Regions from separate parts of the Mus musculus genome. Here region 1 is linked to region 2. Evidence: chromatin contacts called from public promoter capture Hi-C data. All regions are on one chromosome and are shown on one strand. Each heading gives the region's core, a stretch centred on a gene start, on an enhancer-like site or on the middle of the called end of the contact. The rest is flanking DNA. Distances are from core to core; before and after follow the strand shown.

What was found. Promoter capture Hi-C pulls out the DNA fragments that hold promoters and counts their contacts.
Region 1: a promoter capture Hi-C map of pre-B cells shows a contact between it and region 2. The contact joins the promoter of Fuz here to the promoter of Dmpk in region 2. A contact is called at or near these places in 3 of 39 promoter capture datasets (cranial neural crest, maxillary cranial neural crest and pre-B cells).

The regions. Positions count from the first base shown.
Region 1 is chr7:44,892,885-44,898,142 of GRCm38.p6, forward strand. It overlaps Fuz (fuzzy planar cell polarity protein), which reads left to right and starts at 3,195. Exons shown (of 11, transcript NM_027376.3): 1 at 3,195-3,478; 2 at 3,663-3,784; 3 at 4,031-4,115; 4 at 4,377-4,445; 5 at 4,636-4,740. The coding sequence starts at 3,368.
Region 2 is chr7:19,082,097-19,087,186 of GRCm38.p6, forward strand. It overlaps Dmpk (dystrophia myotonica-protein kinase), which reads left to right and starts at 1,762. Exons shown (of 15, transcript NM_001379257.1): 1 at 1,762-2,058; 2 at 3,890-3,981; 3 at 4,236-4,319; 4 at 4,393-4,488; 5 at 4,797-4,945. The coding sequence starts at 1,899. It overlaps Dmwd (dystrophia myotonica-containing WD repeat motif), which reads left to right. Exons shown (of 5, transcript NM_010058.2): 5 at 180-679. The coding sequence ends at 227. It overlaps Mir3100 (microRNA 3100), which reads left to right and starts at 4,732; the gene lies at 4,732-4,796.

The DNA.
Region 1 (5,258 bases), core at 1,945-4,444, about 26 Mb after region 2:
GAAGCAGTTGTTTTTGCTGGGAAAGAAGGGAATTCCAATTTAAGTGGAGGTTGCTAGGCAACACCTAATCTCTGTTTTCTGGGAAAGAAGCCAGAAACAGAATCAAAGAAAATACATTCCTTATTAAAAAAGAAAAAAAGAAAAGAGAAAGAAAGAAAAGAAAAAAAGAAAAGAAAAAAAAGAAAGAAGAAAATAATAATACTATATATATATAAACAGTGCAATAGTAATGTCTGGTATAGTCGAGAAAACTGAGTCTCAGCATTGTAGCTAACAGCATAAGCCGAAGTGAATATAAAATGACCTGGAAACTTATGTGTGGACAGAAATTTACTAAATAAAGCGTACTAATGTAGAAAGATACAAAGCCGCGATGGCGCACGCCTTAAATTCCAGTGCAGAGCAGATGCAAGTGGGACTGAGTTGCAGTATCAGTCTACAGAGTGAGTTCCAGGACAGACAGGGCTGCACAGAGAAACCCTGTCTCGAAAAACAAAATAAGAAAAAAAGAAAAAGAAAGAAAAAAAGACAAGCGATTTTTCAAAACGTAGGTGGCAGGCATCCAAACTTGGCTCACTTGCTTGCATTTGCAAGCAGGTTAGCAACTGAGACATTGCCCCAGACCTTGGTTTTTGGTATCTCTTCCCCACCCTCCACTCCCAAGGCAGGCTTTCTCTGTGTTAGCCTTGGCTGTCCTGGAACTTGCTCTGTAAATTTGTGGAGCCTCCCAGAACTCAGAGATCTGCCTGCCCCTACCTCTGGAGTGCTGGGATTAATGGCACACGCCACCCAACCATTGGCGTGAACAAGCTTTTTTAACCCCAATGCTAACCCCAAAACTACAATTTTCCACGTTGAATTTTGTTTTGTTTTGTTTTCAGACAAAGTTTTTCTGTGTAACCCTAGCTGTCCTGAAGCTCACTGTAAAACAGGTTGGCTGTGAACTCAAAAAATGTTCTTGTCTCTGTCGGCCAAGTGCTGGAACTAAAAGCATGCATAGAATTTTTAAGGTTTCATTTATCTGTCTATCTATCTGTTTATTTGTGGATTTGGCAGGAGATATCAGAGTAGGCCAGGCTGGCCTTAAGGGACTGTGCAACCATGCACACATTTTAAAATTATTCTACGAATCTGTTTTTTCCATATACAGAGTACATTTGTTAATTATTCTGTAGGAACTACAGGAAATAAAATCCAGAATAAAAACAACATCCAAAAAAGTTACTTTAAAATATTGTTTCATAGGATCTAGAGAGATAGCAGCTAAGAGAACTGGCTGTTCTTTCAGCGGACTGCTATTCAAGTCCTAGCAACCACAAGGCAGTTCAACTCCAGTTCCAGGGTATCCAACACCCTCATATAGACACCCATTAAAGCAAGACATCAATGCACATGAAATATAAATAAATAAATTATTTTAAATTATTTAATTTAATAAACAAAGCAATTGCTCTCAGACATACAGTAATCAAGCAGCTAAAACTGCTAACTCAGCAGGGTGTAGCAATGCAACATGGGAGAACTGAGCATAAGGACCAAGGCCAGCCTGGGCTACACAGCACGATTTTGTCTCAAAAAATTATTTTGTTTTATTGTATCATTTAAAATACAGAAGGAGAAATCTAATATTTGTCGGTGGAAAAAATTGTTCAATTCCTTGCACTTATCAAAATTGAGTATAGCCGGGCAGTGGTGGTGCACGCCTTTGAGGCAGAGGCAGGTGGATTTCTGAGTTTGAGGCCAGCCTGGTCTACAGAGTGAGTTCCAGGACAGACAGGGCTACACAGAGAAACCCTGTCTCAAAAACCAAACAAACAAACAAACAAACAGAGTATAAAAAGACATTAGAAGGGCTGAGATGGGGGCTGGACTGGACTGGAGAGATGACTCAGCTGTTAAGAGCATTGACTGGTCTCCCAAAGGTCCTGAGTTCAAATCCCAGCAACCACATGATGGCTCACAACCATCTGTACAGCTACAGTGTACTCGTATATATAAAATAAATAAATAAATCTAGAAAAAAAAAAGAAAGGAAGAAAGAAAGAAAAAAGAAAGGAAGAAAGAAAGGAGACTGAGATGTTGAAAAAGGAATCGGAATTTCAAGGACACATGGCAAGTCCCAGGTCTGCATGGGCTACATGAGACCACACCTCAAAAATACACTAAACAACAACAAGCAAAAGAGAAAGAAAGGAAAGCAAAGAAAAAGAGAGTGGCTGGCATTCGCCATTCCAGGCCAAACAGCTACCCTGAGTTCCAGGCCAACCAGGCCTAAAGGCTGCAACTCACCCAGAAAGTAGAAAATAAAGACACGAAGCTGTAGCCATACTATTTTAATAGCCATACTATTTTAAACTAGAAAATAAATTTTGATTCTTACAGTGCGTGTGCCATGGCATGTGTACAGAGGCCAGCTTTGTGGAGTGAGCTCTCTATTCTACCATGAAGATTCCAGGGGTTACAAGCTTCTCAGGTCTTCATGGCAAGCCCTGGGATGTGCTGAGCCATCTCCCTGGCTCCTAGCCATCCTTTGGAAGAAAGCTTTGGAAGTGATAGTACAGTGATCATATCTGTGAAAATCTGTCTTGCTACCTCGGTGCTAACTTCTATTGTTGCATGGAACAAAGTTTTCCGTGTTTTACCTTTCGACACGATACACCATCATTGGCATTAATTCGTTACAGAAATTACGTGGTTTTCATGATTTTGGAAAAGGTTCTCTTCTGCCTTTCACTAATAACAAAAACAACCATCTCATTTGGTGGTTACTAGGCAACACTGCCTGGATCAAACCATTCTGAAAAAATGAGAGGGAGACGGTGGCACAGCGGTTCGGAGTTTTGAAACAGAAATTATTGTGAATGGTAGTTGCTAGGCAACGCCTGAGCATACGGCCATCTTTGACTGGGGCAGGGTATTTCCCACTATGGAATGAAAGGCCACGCTGCAGTTGCCAGGCAGTGCCTTAGCACTGTCCCCATCCTCAACCAGTTGTTTAAAAAAAAAAAATTAGCACGTAATTACAGCACACATGAAGGTTTGTAGGCAACACCTTAGCACCATCACCATCTTCAAACTAGATTCTTCATTCTCGTTATACAAAAGATGTGAAGCTGTCCAGGAACAACTTGAACGCTTGGCAAGCAATACTTGTCGCCATCTTTGTTAGGGTCATGATGACTTCCGGCCGGGGCGGAAAAAGAATCCTGTTGGAGGGGCTGAGTTGATGAAGGCAGGAATTTAGCCATCCGGCTTCTCGCCCTCTGGCGGCTCCAAACGGCAGGCCGACTTGCTTTCACTACCCGCATGCTCCTAGATCCACACCGAGAGTCTCCAGGGGGGTGACTTGTCGGGTGCGGGCTTCCAGATGGGGGATGAGGGGCCGGGAAGCCCGGTGCATCTGCTGTGCCTCGCAGCCTCTAGCGGGGTTCCCCTGTTTTGTCGGAGTAGCAGCGGCGGCGCCCCCTCCCGTCAACAGGTGGGGGCATTCGACTCCTTCGTCTAAATAAGGGGTTTGGGAAGCTGGGATGGCATACCGTGCAGGGAGTAGAGGCTCGGAGCCTTTAGGGGACTAATAAGCCTGGTTTCCTGAAGAACTTTGGGGGGATGTGGGGAGACGGCAAAGTGGGACAGTGAGGTCTCAATGCTTCCCCACTCTTCAGCTTCCTTTCTCTGTCATCGGCTCTCTCAATGGAGTCCACATGTTCGGCCAGAATCTGGATGTGCAACTGAACTCTGCAAGAACGGAAGACACAACCGTAGTGTGGAAGAACTTCCATGACAGGTCCCTTGGCGGGAGCAAGGGAACAAGATCTGGGCAGTGGTTCCTGGCTTAGGTGACCCCAGAGTCCTGCCAGTGGTGACTTGGCTGTGGGAATCTTTGATAAGCTACTCACCCTCTCTGATCCCTGCGTTCCCAGCAGAATGTAGCCAGCAGCATAGGAATAGCCCAGAGACGCTGAAGCGCTTGGCTCCGTTTCCCAGGCCTGACCTCTACTTCATTCTTGCTTCTCTTCTTTCCTCCCCACAGTATCACTCTCATTGTTCTGTCATCTGAGGAGGGCACCTCTGAGCTGAGGCTGGAAAGAATGCTCCACATGGTGTTTGGGGCCATGGTGAGACTGGGCCCTTTTTTCTCCAAAACTCAAGAGAGCTGCACCCCCAGCCTCTTCTCCTTAGTCCAGACCTGCATTTTTTTCTCACACCCAGACATCCAGACCTCAGCCCTCTTCCCTCATACCTAGGAGTCCAGGAGCCCGACCTCCACCTTCATACACAGGGATCCAGACCTGGCCTTCCTCTCAACACCCATTCAAATACTGTCCTCTCTGACTAGATCCTATTAAGGACCCCGCTGTCCTATGTGATTCTTCTAGGTTCTCATTGTGGGACTTGAGGAGCTGACCAATATCCGGAATGTAGAAAGACTGAAGAAAGAATTGAGGGTGAGGCTGTGGGATGTGAGTGACGTTAGGATCCCTAAGTCGTGCCCATTTGTCTGGAACTACAATTCCCACTATGCATAGGGAAAGCCCATGGGTTCTTGAAGAGCTTGTTTAATCCTGGAGCTGGCCTCAGGTTTTTCTGGGCTGATCTGGCCTACGTGGGTCCTAGATGCCTCTTTTCCTCTACCAGGCCAGCTACTGTCTCATCGACAGCTTCCTGGGGAACTCAGAACTCATCGGAGACCTGACCCAGTGTGTGGACTGTGTCATTCCTCCAGAGGGGTCTGCCATGCAGGTATTGGGGCAGCTATAGAAATAACTGTGTCCCCACGGTTCTGCTCAGCCTTCCTTTGTTTTCTTTCTCTGGACATTGTCCTAACTCCCTCTTATCATCCTGGAATCAAGTTTTACCTGGAACCTTCTCACCAGGGTACACTGACTGCTTGCCTCCTGTCCTGCAGCTTCGGCCTCACAAGCACCCTGCCTTCCTGCCTTGCAGGGAACCCTGTCTAGGCAAATCCGCCTCACCCCATTCTAAGACAGGGCTCCCAGGCTGTCTTGGGACTCTCTCTGTAGGCCAGTCCGGCCGACCTCCAACTTACAACTCACAAACACCCACCAGCCTTTGCCTCTGAGTGCTGGGATTAAAGGCGTGCTCCACCATGCCTGCCCAATCTTCCTTTGCTAAAGTTATGCCTCTCCTGGCAGCATGTCCTGACCTCAGAGCTTCCGTAGGTCAGGACTGTGCCTTCTCAGCAAGTTTAGATGCTGTTGTTAAAACTATTGGCATCCCAGGACCTCCTGGTGCAGGCC
Region 2 (5,090 bases), core at 512-3,011:
TACTCTGGGTCAGTGGAGACGGCCGAGCTGTTTGTTCCTAGCTAGGACAGCAGCTTTAGGCCTGGGGGGCAGATCCCAGCTGGGGCAGCAGCTCCAAGGCCTTTGGGTGGCTCCTTCTCCGGGTTCTGGCAGAAGCCCAGGTGCTGTCTAATCCACCTTTCTCCTCTTGTTCTCCCCAGGGCATCTCCTCCCAACCAGGCAGCTCCCCCAGTGGCACTGTGGTGTGAAATGTGGATGTCCCATGTTCCCGGCCTCCTAGCCATAACCCTCCCCGCTGACCTCAAGAATCACTGTATTAACAAGACTAATCATGATGGAAGGACTGCTCCAAGCCCCACGCTGCACACATACTGGGGGTCCCCTAGGTTGGCCCAGCCATGGGGATGTAGTGTCCTGTGTGGCCTTGGCCCTGTCCTCCACCCACTGCCAAGTACAATGACCTGTTCTCTGAAACATCAGTGTTAACCATATCCCTGTCCCAGCATGTGACTGTTCACTCCTGGGAGAGACTTAGCCCACAGTACCCCTGGGTGAGAGGGCAGGGCAGGGGCCATCCCCACTCCTGCCCAAACTCCACCCCTTGCTATGGTCTGTGATTTTGAAAGTGTTAAATTATGGAAGCCCTGAGGGCCCTCCTTGTTCCCCTGGACCTCTTATTTATACTAAAGTCCTTGTTTGCACAGTGTTTCTGTTCCCTGGGGCAGGGTAGGGTGGGGGTTGCAGTACTTGGCCTCCAAGCTGTGCTCTGACCAAAGGAAGCCCAATCTTAGCTGTTTCCCCATCCCTAGCCCCGAGCAGAGAGCCCTCTGAAAGATGAGTCTCGACCCCCAAAGTCAAGAGGCTGAGATGGCCTTCCTACTAGGTCCTTGGAGATGTTTGAAACTTGTTTTAAACACCAGGACTATCCAAGCATGCTCTCCTTGGGGAGAGGAGGATGCTGGAATTGACTGCACTCCCTGCCTCCTCTGAACATGCCTTTGCAGTCTGCTGCCCCTGGCCCATTTATGACTGGCCATCTAGTGCCAGCTGGAGGTCATGATTTCCTCCCCAGAGAACTGGCCACCCTAGAAAGAAGCTAACTTGTCGCCTGGCTTGCTGTCCAGGCAGCTCCGCCCTCAACCCCTAAAATGTTTCTGTCTCTAATCCTAGCCCAGGCAGGAATGTGGCTGCCCCGGCCTGTGGCCAAGGAGCTATTTTGGGGTTCTCTTTTGCTTAAGGAGGGCCTGGATCCACCACTTGCCTCCCCCAGGCTGGGGCCAGCAGGTCACCCCTGGCCCTGGCGGCTGAGCAAACTCTCTCCTGATCTTCCTTCTACCTCCTGCCAAAAAATGGGGGGGCGGGTAATACAGCAGGCACAGGGGCTAAATTTAACTGTCCCAAAGTCGGAATCCATTGCTGAGTCACGAAGAAGCTGCCCCTGGCCTTTGCCCCCCCCACTACCCCCTCACCCCCTGTTGCCCAGGCATCAGCCCTTTCCCCCAACCCCTCCCAGCTCTGAGTCTATAGACTGGCTCTCCTGGGCACTGACACCTCCCACCTGTAACTCCCTGTGCTCTCTTTATGGGTGGGTAGAGTCAATGGGGGGGGGCAACCCTGGAGTATTACTCTGTCCCCTGACATTGGGCTCTGAAGAGTTTTGAGGGGCCCTGGAAGAAGGGAGTTGGGGTGTTGGCTCAGGAGGGGTTAAAAACTGGGAGGCGGGAGGGGGGCTGGGCCAAGGGGTGGAGAAAAGAGGAGGAGGCCTTAAGCATAGAACTGGCCAGAGAGACCCAAGGGATAGTCAGGGACGGGCAGACATGCAGCTAGGGTTCTGGGGCCTGGACAGGGGCAGCCAGGCCCTGTGACGGGAAGACCCCGAGCTCCGGCCCGGGGAGGGGCCATGGTGTTGCCTGCCCAACATGTCAGCCGAAGTGCGGCTGAGGCAGCTCCAGCAGCTGGTGCTGGACCCAGGCTTCCTGGGACTGGAGCCCCTGCTCGACCTTCTCCTGGGCGTCCACCAGGAGCTGGGTGCCTCTCACCTAGCCCAGGACAAGTATGTGGCCGACTTCTTGCAGTGGGGTGAGTATGGATAGGAAGCCTGGGGTTGGGTGCAAGGCAGAGGTGGGTCTACAGGGCAAGAATGGGCTATGGAGGGGCAGGAGGGCCTGGAAAGGGCTTTTTGTAAGGGAGCCAAGCAGAGCTCATGACCTGACCCCAAGCTCCCCTGGTGAGGCACCAGGGTCAGTGAGGCCACCTATGACTCAGCCAGTGCAGGCTGGGGTGGGCATAGCCTCCTGCTATCTCAGCACCCACACTAGGACCTGGCAGCTTTCTCTTTTAGGACCCTTGGCTCCTCAAACTGGCTTCATAGCCCTCCCCAGTTTCCCAGAGTGTGGGGAGGGACAGCGTGGGGCAGCTGCCAGGGTGTGGCCCATAGGCAGGTGTTTGGCGTCTGCCTCCCCAGCTGCCCTGACAGGTGTCCAGGAGCTATGAGGGCACTGTGACTCACAGAGGCCCTGGGGGAGAACCAGCCCGGCAGACAGGCGCCACCGAGCACCCTTTCTGTTCCCCAAATTAAGAGGAAGGAACAACTTCAGCTTCTGAGTGTGCCCATCCCTAGCACTCTGATCCCGCCCAGCCTTTGTGGGCCAGATTGGTCATCCCTCCTGGCTTCTCATCTGCTTTTGTGGTTCTAGCTCAAGACCTCTAATTCCTCTGCTGACTTAAATGCCCTTCCCCAGAGGTCTTCTCAGGCCTAGTGGACAAGCTTGGAGCCTTATCTGCTCCTGCCCAACATTGAGCCAAAGCTCCAGCTTACCCCAGCTTCCTTACAAGTAACGACCTGTTTTGTTGCTCTGTGCCTATTATTAAGGGTCCAGGTCTTGATTCTTGGCTGTCTGCCCATGTGTGTGACCCTAGTGCATTCTCCCCTCCTCCCCCGTTTCACAGATGGAAAGGTTGAGGCCATCGGTTAGACTGCTAAGCCTGTGAAAGACTTTTTCTCCTCTCCAGTCTTTAGTGTCTCCCTCAACCTTTCTTTTGAAGGATGGGGTTTGGGCTGGCAGGGTAAACTGAGAACTGGGGTGGGGGCAGGGGGTCTGACCCTCTGGGAAGGAGCAGTCCTTTTGTGGCCTGAGCAGCATCCTGTGGGCCCCTCCCCTGCCAGGCCTGGGCGGGGGAGGGGGCCTGGGTTCCCGCTGCCTTAAAAGGGCTCAACGCCTTGGCTCTCTCCTCCTCCCCACCCCCCAGCCTTGGCCCTAGCTGTATCTTCCCCGGCTGCCCACTTTCCCAAACCCCTTTCTTCTCTGTGACCCCATCTCCCCGCTTCCCCACACGTCCCTCCTCCATCCTTACTCCCCGGCCTTAGAACTTCCCTAAGGGAGATCTGACCTCCCTCTGCCCACCCCGCACCCCCAGTCGCCAGCCTCAGACCTAGCTGCTCTCCCCTCTGGCTGAACCACCCTAGCACAGGACCTTATACCCTGGAGCTTTGGTTATAAGAAGACTCTCCTTCACCCTTTGGAAACCAAGAAAGCCCTTCCAACAGTGTCCAGGATGCTGGAGGGCAGTGACCCTCCCCCACTTCTTCTTCGTGCTGGCTGTGCTGACACAGCTCCAGTTCGAGGTTGTGGCCCGAGACATTAAGTGAGAGCCCCGGGTGACCTGACTTAGCACCCTGATCATCACATGGGAGTGAAAGGCCTGATGCGCCAGCTTCTCCCACTGCCTCCCTTTCTGCCCTGCAACCCTGTGGAAACAGGCAGTTCTGGGTCCCACAAACATCACAGAGGTTTTGAAAGCAGAATCCTAAAGCCGATTTAAGGGGCAGAAGGAAGGAGGCTATAAAGTCACTACCCTTACCGCTAGTGTTCTGATGACCCTTGGTTCTTCTTCCCCCACCCCCGCCCAGTGGAGCCCATTGCAGCAAGGCTTAAGGAGGTCCGACTGCAGAGGGATGATTTTGAGATTTTGAAGGTGATCGGGCGTGGGGCGTTCAGCGAGGTGAGTCTTCAGTGGCCTGGGAATGGAACTTTACTTGATGTGGGTGGGGCATAACAGCTGGGGCAGAGCCTTAAAAATTGATGAATGAGCTTGAATTTAAGGCTGGAGGGGTGGGGGCGGAGCTTGTGGTCAGTGGGCGGTGTGCACGTGAGGGCGGGGCTAAGGTTGGGTGGAGATAAGGGTGGAGTCCTGTCTGGGTGAGCCTTGCTGGTTTTCCCTGCCACCTCTTGCTGTCATCTCGGTTCCGTATTTAGGTAGCGGTGGTGAAGATGAAACAGACGGGCCAAGTGTATGCCATGAAGATTATGAATAAGTGGGACATGCTGAAGAGAGGCGAGGTGAGGGCCAGGGATTAGGGCAGCGCCCTCATCTCTCCAACTCACCTCCTGTAGCTTCTCTCCTACCTCACAGGTGTCGTGCTTCCGGGAAGAAAGGGATGTATTAGTGAAAGGGGACCGGCGCTGGATCACACAGCTGCACTTTGCCTTCCAGGATGAGAACTACCTGGTAAGCTCCGGGTTCAGGTGACTAGGAAAGAGTGACAGTTACATCGCCCCAAGTCAAGAAGGCTGGAGAAGGGAGAAGCTGCTGTAGATCGGGGGGGTGGGGGTGGGGGGGACACACACAGGGGATGGGGGACGGGGGTAGGATTGTGTCTCAAGTATAGGAGAGACCTTCCTTGAGACAGGAGTGATATCTGGTTTGGCCTTTGGATGGGGCGCTCTCTCACTGTGCGGGGGTCCTCTGTGCTTGGGAACGGGGTGTCTTTGGGAGTCTTGGGGGCTACCAAACCCCTGTGACACACCCGCTCCCAGTACCTGGTCATGGAATACTACGTGGGCGGGGACCTGCTAACGCTGCTGAGCAAGTTTGGGGAGCGGATCCCCGCCGAGATGGCTCGCTTCTACCTGGCCGAGATTGTCATGGCCATAGACTCCGTGCACCGGCTGGGCTACGTGCACAGGTGGGCGTGGCGGGGCCCTTGGAGGGTTAGCAGAATTTGTGTGGGAAGGAAGGGTACCTGAAGGTCAGATCCCATTGGGGACAGAATCGGGGTCTAGAATTGTAGAATCCTGGGTGGGGTGGAAGTGGATCGAGCTGACGGGCCC